Linked DNA regions of Mus musculus: regions 1 and 2 are each linked to region 3. Evidence: chromatin contacts called from public HiChIP or PLAC-seq data. All regions are on one chromosome and are shown on one strand. Each heading gives the region's core, a stretch centred on a gene start, on an enhancer-like site or on the middle of the called end of the contact. The rest is flanking DNA. Distances are from core to core; before and after follow the strand shown.

What was found. HiChIP or PLAC-seq counts read pairs in DNA pulled down with a chosen protein or histone mark.
Region 1: a Foxp3 HiChIP or PLAC-seq map of regulatory T cells shows a contact between it and region 3, with 13 times the contacts expected there. The contact joins two enhancer-like sites. A contact is called at or near these places in 2 of 115 datasets of contacts at active chromatin or transcription factors (effector CD8 T cells and regulatory T cells).
Region 2: an H3K4me3 HiChIP or PLAC-seq map of pro-B cells shows a contact between it and region 3, with 4 times the contacts expected there. The contact joins the promoter of BC005537 here to the enhancer-like site in region 3. A contact is called at or near these places in 10 of 39 promoter capture datasets (the 3T3-L1 cell line, 3T3-L1-derived adipocytes, cranial neural crest and 6 more), 5 of 484 Hi-C or Micro-C datasets (adipose-derived mesenchymal stem cells, cortical neurons, regulatory T cells and 1 more), 23 of 115 datasets of contacts at active chromatin or transcription factors (the 230-238 cell line, CD8 T cells, the SCID.adh cell line and 19 more) and 1 of 9 other capture datasets (liver).

Annotation. Positions count from the first base shown.
Region 1 is chr13:24,962,072-24,964,771 of GRCm38.p6, reverse strand. It overlaps Gpld1 (glycosylphosphatidylinositol specific phospholipase D1), which reads right to left. Exons shown (of 26, transcript NM_008156.2): 9 at 2,345-2,452; 10 at 2,118-2,145; 11 at 1,895-2,034. Among named protein-coding and RNA genes, the nearest start is that of Gm34019, 4.9 kb to the left of the region's middle. Within about 2 kb of position 1,426, at least 5 of the 459 cell types and tissues checked have an H3K27ac peak or open chromatin away from gene starts, as enhancers often do. A contact at or near this core is called in regulatory T cells, where this site is marked.
Region 2 is chr13:24,800,245-24,802,944 of GRCm38.p6, reverse strand. It overlaps BC005537 (cDNA sequence BC005537), which reads right to left and starts at 1,288. Exons shown (of 5, transcript NM_024473.3): 1 at 1-1,288.
Region 3 is chr13:24,480,771-24,483,470 of GRCm38.p6, reverse strand. No RefSeq gene overlaps it. Among named protein-coding and RNA genes, the nearest start is that of Gm22013, 4.6 kb to the left of the region's middle. Within about 2 kb of position 1,345, at least 15 of the 459 cell types and tissues checked have an H3K27ac peak or open chromatin away from gene starts, as enhancers often do. A contact at or near this core is called in CD8 T cells, pro-B cells and regulatory T cells, where this site is marked.

The DNA.
Region 1 (2,700 bases), core at 177-2,676, 480 kb before region 3:
CTATGACTGGCTGGACATTCTGAGTTTGACCAATAGAACCTTAACTTCCACCTAATAGCAGCCATGATCATGGAGCCAGCACTTAGTAAGCACTTGCTTTTTAGACCCTCCGCTGCCTGCATGAGGGCTCTCACTGACTCCTCACAGCTTCATCAAGATGGGCTGGTGAGCATCCCCATTTAACAGGAAATCAGAGCTTAGGAGGTTTAACAACCTGTGACATAAAACTCTGTGGTAAGAAAGAGATGTCTCCAATTCCAAACCCCACCCTCTTTACATCTAGGCTGCATGAACCTAAACACTCTCATCCAGGCCAGGGAGATGAGTCAGTCAGTGGAAGCAAACATGAGGACCTGTGTTTGATTCCCAGAACCCATGGCCTGGCATGGGGGCTTGCAGAGTCAAGCAGACCTCAGGAGCTCCAAGGCCAGCCTGCCTAGCTGCCTGGCCTAATCACCAAGATCCAGATCAATAACAGACACTGTCTCAACAAAAAAAAAAAAAAAAAAAAAAAAAAAAAAAAAAGAGGAGAGCATTCTGGCTTCAGAATGTACACACACACACACACACACACAACCAAACTCCACTGCAAAGGCTTTGAGGTCACTTGAATCACTATTGAAATAAGACTTTGGAGCTGGGGAGATCACTCCGAGGGTGGAACACTTGCTGTCTAATTGTGGAGATAAGGGTTTGGGTCTCCAGAACTCACATAAATGAAAGGTGAGCCAACCTGAAGTGTCAGTGCTCAGAGGATGGAGATATGAGATCTCCGAATGAGCTAGCTAGTCGGATAATCTGCAATAAGTGAACTCAGAGTTCAGCAAGGGACCCTGTCACAAGGTGAGAGGAACTGAGGAAGACACCCACATCAACCTCAGATCTCCTCACGCATGCACGTGCACACACATGCAAAGACGTCTACACACATGGATGCACAGCACGGAACAGAACAGGTTAAATTCAATAGAATTTATATTAGATTGCTAATCCCTACCAAATTATCCCTTCCTGAGTCTTCCAAGCAAATCTGCATGGAGTAAGCAGGAGTCAATCTTAGCACTTAAGAGAATTTCATTTCAAATCAACAATGTGTAATTATGCTTAATAATGTGTGAATATTGCAAATGTTTTTAGGAACACATCACATATTATTCTTATCAACTTATCAACACCCACACTCCAAGTTCCTGACCTGGAACCGGCTCTGGGGAATAGCTCTTGCGCAGAGAGCCTGCGTCTCCACTGCTGGCTTCACACGCCCAGCCAAGCTTCAAGTGCCACCCCTTCCCTGAAGCAGGGGCTTCAAAGTTTCCTTTCCTTCTTACCCCCAGCATCCCAGCAGCTCAGCCAGGGGCAGGGGTTGGAGGGGGGTAGATGTGTACCCAATGCTGATGATGTACGGTTTCTCTGATCAACAGTGGCTTCCTAGGACTAGGGGTAGTTCTTTCTAAAGATCTAACTTCCTGTATGCTCTGTGTTTGGTCTCTGAGTAGCTCTGGTCCTGAAGATGACAAAATGAAGGTAATGCTCTTCCAGGAGAGGCTACGCTGCAACCCCACCTATGCCCTCCATCCGTCTCCTGCAGAGCCTGTGCTCTACAAACCATCCACCAGTGATTTGGTTAGGGAGCATGGGGAGGTGTGTGTGAGCTACTTCTCGGTGATTCCCAGTTCTGCAGTATCTGCTTCTCTGTCTCTGTTCCTAAACCTAGAACAGCATTTACCAAGTCAACCAGGTGTCCCCCAGTCAGGTGTTAGAGAGTTCATAGTTTCCATTGTTTTCTCCCCAAATGGCTTCAGACAACACTTCTGAGATTGTATTCCACTGATTTTTGTTTCATCAACTGAAGATGCTAAGCTTTGTGTGGGGAATCTAGCAAGGCAAAACCCACCTGGTCCCGTTCTCCAGCATAAAGCTGGTCAAACGGTAAATGTTCGTGGACCAGAATGCCATGTCATCCAGACCTCCGAGGAAATAGTCTTGGAACTGCTCCACCAGAAATGGGGACTTTGTAGAGTACGTGGAATAGAGCTGCAGCAGGAGACAGGGGAGTAAGGCATTGCACCGTGTACATACAATCCTTTAGCCAAGAGTCAGAAAAAGCACATCTTTACCTTGGAAACAGCAAACATCTCCCCGTGCCTGCAACACAAATAAGAATCTTCATGAGCTGCAGTGGCTATAGAAAAATGAAGCAAATAGTGAAGAGACAGCCCAGCCATGTGCGTCTTCTACCACTCAACTGCCTTGACAGAAGTGAAGTCCATAAGTTCGAAATGCAACCCCTGGAACTAAAATCCGAAAAGGGTGCTCAGAGAGGTCCCTTCTGGTCCACACTTACATTTCCAGGAACTGAAGGTAGGTGCAATCAACAAGGACGTCTTTGGTGATGACTTTCCGACCATAGAGATTATCATAAATTCTCAGAAGATCCCTGACGGGCACGTACCTGAGTCAAAATGAAAGGGAGACACGTGGGTTCTGACACTGATGACAACAGGAACAACTGCAGGAGCTGCACAAGCTCCCAGTGCCCCATGACTGATTCTGTGTGTCACGAATTCAACACTCTTCTCACCAGCACTGGTCATTTAACTTTGCCAGTGGCACTTAGGGATTGAAACCATTATATTCCCATTTTACATAAAAGGAAACTGAGCTTCACAGGGACAGTAAGTTTCCCAATGATGCAGAACA
Region 2 (2,700 bases), core at 39-2,538, 320 kb before region 3:
TTTTCAGAAAAGGGATTAAGAAATTGAGAAAAGGGAGGGAAAATTGTGATGTTGCTTCCCAAATACAGGGAAAAAAAAAATACCCCCCCCAAAACAAAAAACCCAAAAACTGAAAACCACCAAAACAGGGTAGGTGAATGAAACTGAAATCCCCAGTTGGATTTTACCCAGCCAGATCCATGGCTGTAGTACCTGATTAATTCTTAGTTATTTCAGATTTCACTACTGCTATGAACTGTCAGTGCTTTGCTATTGATTACACTTGGTGGTGAGCAAAGAGAAAAGTGCAAAATCAGCAGAGAAAGAAGGGGAGAGGTACAGGGTTTCCCTGCAATCAACTACAGTGTATACCGGGGGTGGACAGCTGTTGCCCAAAGGAGTCATGAGAAAAAACAGCGGAGTCATTACCAACTTCCCCATCACCCACGTTTTCACCCTCAGGCGGCTGCGAACGCTGCTGCCAAGGAGAACCATGATGGCAGAGGGAAAGGGGGGTCTATTAAACGGTATTAATAGTTATTCCGGCTCTGTGATTAGCCCTGATTAATGCCCGGGATCCAAGCACCCTTAGCCCTGCGGTGGGTTCTACATTCCCCGGGGAGCCCTCCGTATAAATTTGACCCCGTTCAAGTTCGGGATGGTAGGGAGTTCGATTATCTTCGTGTGAGCATGGCTGAGGCTAAGGTGGCGGGTTCTCCCACGTCCCAGGCCGGGCCCGGGGATCACCTGCCTTCGACCCCCAGGTCCCACCCACAACCCCTGGCCTTCAGCGGCAGCGACTCACTCGCACCACGGGAGACACTGGATCACTCGGGTTCTCACTCATTTCAATGTGGAAACAATTCCCGCCCGGGTAGAGGAGGCGGGAAGAGAGTTAAGTAGGAAGGATCAGTTGGGAGGAGGGGAAAAGAAGAGAATAATCGTGTTAATAATAATTACTTCTTAAAAGGAAGCCCACCCTCCCACCCCAAAAAAAAGCAAGGAATGAAGTTCCCGGGTTCTAGATTCGCTTTTCCCGTTCAACAGCCCATGTTTCCCGAGTGGGGGCGGCTGGGTGGTTTCCCAAGGGGACAGAGAGGCCGGGATCTAGGCGGCAGGGCGGGGTCCCCGCGGAGAGGAGAGCGGGACTCGCAGGCCGACCGTCGGTGGGCCGTCTAGCCGCAGCCTGCGGGCGGAGCGGCGGCTGCGGAGGAGGAGGCGGCGGCGGCGGCGGGGGCGCTGCTCGTGGCGCGGGCGGGAGCCATGTCAAGAGAACACGACGGGCCGACGGAGCCCCTCCATGCCCGCTGCGCTGCGCTCTGTGGCCGGGCCACGCGCGCTGCTGCCGCCACTCAGCCCCCACCTGGGCCCCATAGTCGGGCTCGGCGCCCCGGGCGGCGACGGAGGGAAGGACGCGGCGCGGGGTTGGTAGGGGGAGGGGGGAGACGGCGAGGAAGAGGAAAGCGCGCGGGAGGGAAGAGGGAAGGAGGGGAGCCCTGCGCTACGGCCTGTCCGCGGAGTGAGCCCGGCAAAGTTGTCTCGGTTCGAGCGTCGGCTCCCGAGGCCTGCTTCGCCCAACAGTCCGGTTCAGGAAGATAGTCCAAGAGAGAGCCCCGACGGATGGGGGGAGAGAGCCGCAACGGAGGAGGAGGTCGAGCGTCCGCGGGGCCACAGCCTCGGTTCCCCCACCCCCCGCACCGGAGTGGCTTCAGAAGCAGCGGCTGCCGCTGGAACCTCCCGGGTCCGGGGCTGAGTCGCGTTTGAGGAAAAGAAACAAGAACAAACAACTTAAAATGGCAGCGACGGCTGCTGCGTCACCCGCCCCTCCGCGGCACCGCCCCGAGCGCTCTACGCCTGCGCGCGCCCCGGACGCTACCATCTGTGGCAAAAACTGAAGGGGGAGGCGGGAAAAGAAGCGTGAAGGTTTTCACAGTTATGGAGACAGAAAAACCGAAAAGCTAGTAATGTGTGACATATAAAAGTCGGTATAAATAGTGAGTAGCTTTGAAATTAGGCTTTCAGTAAGATACTTCTTTTCCTAGGGGTGTTTGAGAACACACATTTCCCCTATTTATCAATATGGAAAGTCCTAAGGCGTGGCAAGGGTCTCCCGCCACTCCCTCCGCCCCTCTGTCCCTCCGTCAGGCTGTCCAGGTCTCCCCCGCCCCGTCCTTTTACGTCATAAGAGCACGCCCCCTACGCCCTCCATGACGAAGCGGAGAGAGTAGCTCCACCCTGGGCTATGCTGGGGAGCGGTAGTTGGACTTAGGGGGTGGGGTAGGGTGGGGGTCCTGTTAAAGCAGCGGTTCTCAACCTGTGGGTCGCACCCCATACGGGAGAATCCAATGATCCTTTTATAGAGGTTGCCTAAGACCATCGGAAAACATTAACATTCATAACAGCAGCAACATTACAGTTAAGAAGTAGCAACAGAAATTTACGGTTGGGAGTCAGCACAATATGAGGAACAGTACTGAAGGATCTTAGCAATGGGGAGGTTGAGAATCACTGCTCCAGAGATGCTCAAAAGCCAAAGCCGGGGAAGTGGGCGGAAAAATGGGTGTTGGAAGGGCCAGAGTGAGGAAGAAACCCGGAAGACTGAAGGGTGGTTAGGGTCATTTTATTATTCCCTAGAAGTCGGCCAGTTGGCAACAACGGAGAAATCATTTCGAGTTAGCGGAATGAAGCTTGCTTGCACCCCAACGAGTATAGCCTCAGTCC
Region 3 (2,700 bases), core at 96-2,595:
AGAAGAAAGAAAAAAGAGAAGAGAAGAGAAGAGAAGAGAAGAAAAGAGAAGAGAAGAGAAGAGAAGAGAAGAGAAGAGAAGAGAAGAGAAGAGAAGAGAAAAGAGGAAGATAAAAAGAAAAAAAAAAACCAAAAGAGTTTTCAGCATTAGAGGAGTGTCTTGGTTTCCTCTATTTCATCTTTTTTAAAAAAAATCTTATTTACTTTATTTTATGTGTGTTGGTGTTTTGCCTGAGTGTATGTCTATGTAGGAATGTCAGATCTTGGAGTTACAGACGCTGTGAGCTGCCATGTGGATGTTGGGATTTGAACCCAAGTCCCCTGGAAGGATAGTCAGTTCCCCTAACCACTGAGCCATCTCTGGAACCCCGTGTCTTAGGGTCTCTAGTCCTATTATAAGACACCATGAAGAGCAACTAGAGAAGGAACGGAAATAAATGGAAATCAGTACAGGATCTGAAGGCAGGGACCTGGAAGCAGGAACTGAAGCAGAGGCCATGGAGGAACAGTGCTCATTGGCTTGCCCACCATGGCTTGCTCAGCCTGCTTTCTTACACACCCAGACGCCCCCCCCCCACTAGGCTGCATCCTCTCAAACCAATATTTAATGGAGAAAATGTTCTTAGAGTTTCCTCTAGGCAATCTGATGGAGGCATTTTCTCATTTGAGGTTCATCTTCTCAGATAATGTCTAGGTTTGTGTCAAGTTGACAAAACCGGACTAAGCCAGGGACTCTAGTGTTTTTGTATTCACTGGACAGCACATCCATAAATAAAGGCCTTAGTCAGGCTTGTTTTGATGCCTAGTCTCCCAAAGATGTACAATTAGAAAAGGAGCAGGCAGGAGAAGGCAATGACCCAGAAGACAAGAAGAAACGTGGCTTTGTCTAATGAAGCAAAACTCAAACTGTTCTCTATGGCATTATGAAAACACTTCTTTCTTTGGATACAGCTATACAAAGTTTCTCAGAGTTTGCAGGGAAAATAGACACTTGCCAATCAGAGGTAAGTCTGTAATTCTTATAAGCTCAGAACTGTGGAATGGAGGGAGGAAGAGAGCTGAGAGTCTGAGAGCATCCCGGGTTACACACCAACATCTTGTTTTAGAAAAGAAATATACGATCTGATTATCCTCAATCTGAAAGGCAGAAGGAATGAAGATGTCGTATGCCCTCACAAGAGCTCTTCTTTTACAAGATGTAACCTGAATGCCTTAGGTGGTTCCCCATAAAAACGGGTGATTCCTGGAACGGAATGTGCTGGAAGGAAGCCTTCCTCCCCTTAGGTGCTCCTGAAGAGAATAGCTTCTCTGTAAGTCTCTCAACCAAATAGCTCAATAACCTCAAACAGCTCAACAGCCTCAAAGAGCTCAATTGGTGCTGTGCAGTGCTCTTCTGTCACCTACTGACAACTTTGGCTCATTGCAGTTTCCCAGGCCTTGGTGTGTTGTCCAGCTCAAATTAGAGTAGTTCAGCGTGTCCAAAGGAAAAAGTAAATATCTTTACATTCTGGACAGCTATCCTATTTTCTCAATTGTCTTCGGTCTTCTACTGCTAAAATAATAATACATGTTGCTGGAGAGATGGCTGAGTAGAGATGTGCCTGCCACAGAGCTTACCCTGCAGGGTATGTGTGGCCCCTCCTCCCAGTAAATAAATCCGGCTTGAGAGATGGTTCAGTGGTTAAGAGTCTCGTTGCTCTTGCAGTCACCCCAGGTTTGATACCCAGCGCCCATATCCAGTTGCTCACAACTGCCCGTAACTCTAGCTTTGTAGAATCTGCTGCCATTTTCTGGCCTCGGCAGGCACATGCGTGTGGTACACATACAAACAACCACACAAACACATAAACAAACAAACAAACAAACAAATAAATATACTATCTAAAAAGAAACACATTTATTAATTAAAAACAAAATAACATGTCAAACAGAGTCTTATATTTTTTGTAATTTAATGTCTTGTGATTGGTATAAGTACTGTATATTTTAAAGTATTTGTTAGGTTTTTTTTTTTCATAAAATATGATTACCCTTAAGGCATTTAGGAAATCATGGGTACATTCGTGTGTGCATGTGTGCACGTGTGTACGTGTGTGTGCACTCGAGAGAGTGTATTCACAGTGGTGGTGTTTTTGGGGGATGGCCTGGGGCTTATATAGACTGATGTAGTACTGTTGAACTATATCCCAACCTCTGAAGGTATTTTAAGAGAGAAATAGTCTGTGATGGTCAGGTCTGCTTGTCAACTTGGCACATCCTAGATCTACCTGGAAACAGAGTCTCAGAGAGGGACTGTGCAGAAGAGTGAGGTTGGCCTGTGGGCATATCTGTGGGGCAATCATTCTGATCCCATTAATTGAGGTGGGGAGATCTGCCTATTGTGGGTGTCACTGTTCCCAGGGTTTGGGGCGGGGAGCAGATAAATGTCAAGAGGGTGCTGAGCAAAAGCAGGCATCCATTTGTTCCCGCTCTACTCTCACTGTGGACGTGACAGGCTGCTGCCAGTTCCTGGCTTCACTGTTCCAACACGGAGAACTGTAGCTTGTGACTGTAGACAAACAAGCCTCCTGCTCTGAAGTCGCCTTTGTCAGGATATTTTATCGTAGCAAGAATGTGATCAGAACTTAGTCTATATTGCAAATAGCAGAGGGAGGAGTCTTTGCAGAATCAGTGTTGTGGAACTCCATGGAAAATCAGCAAA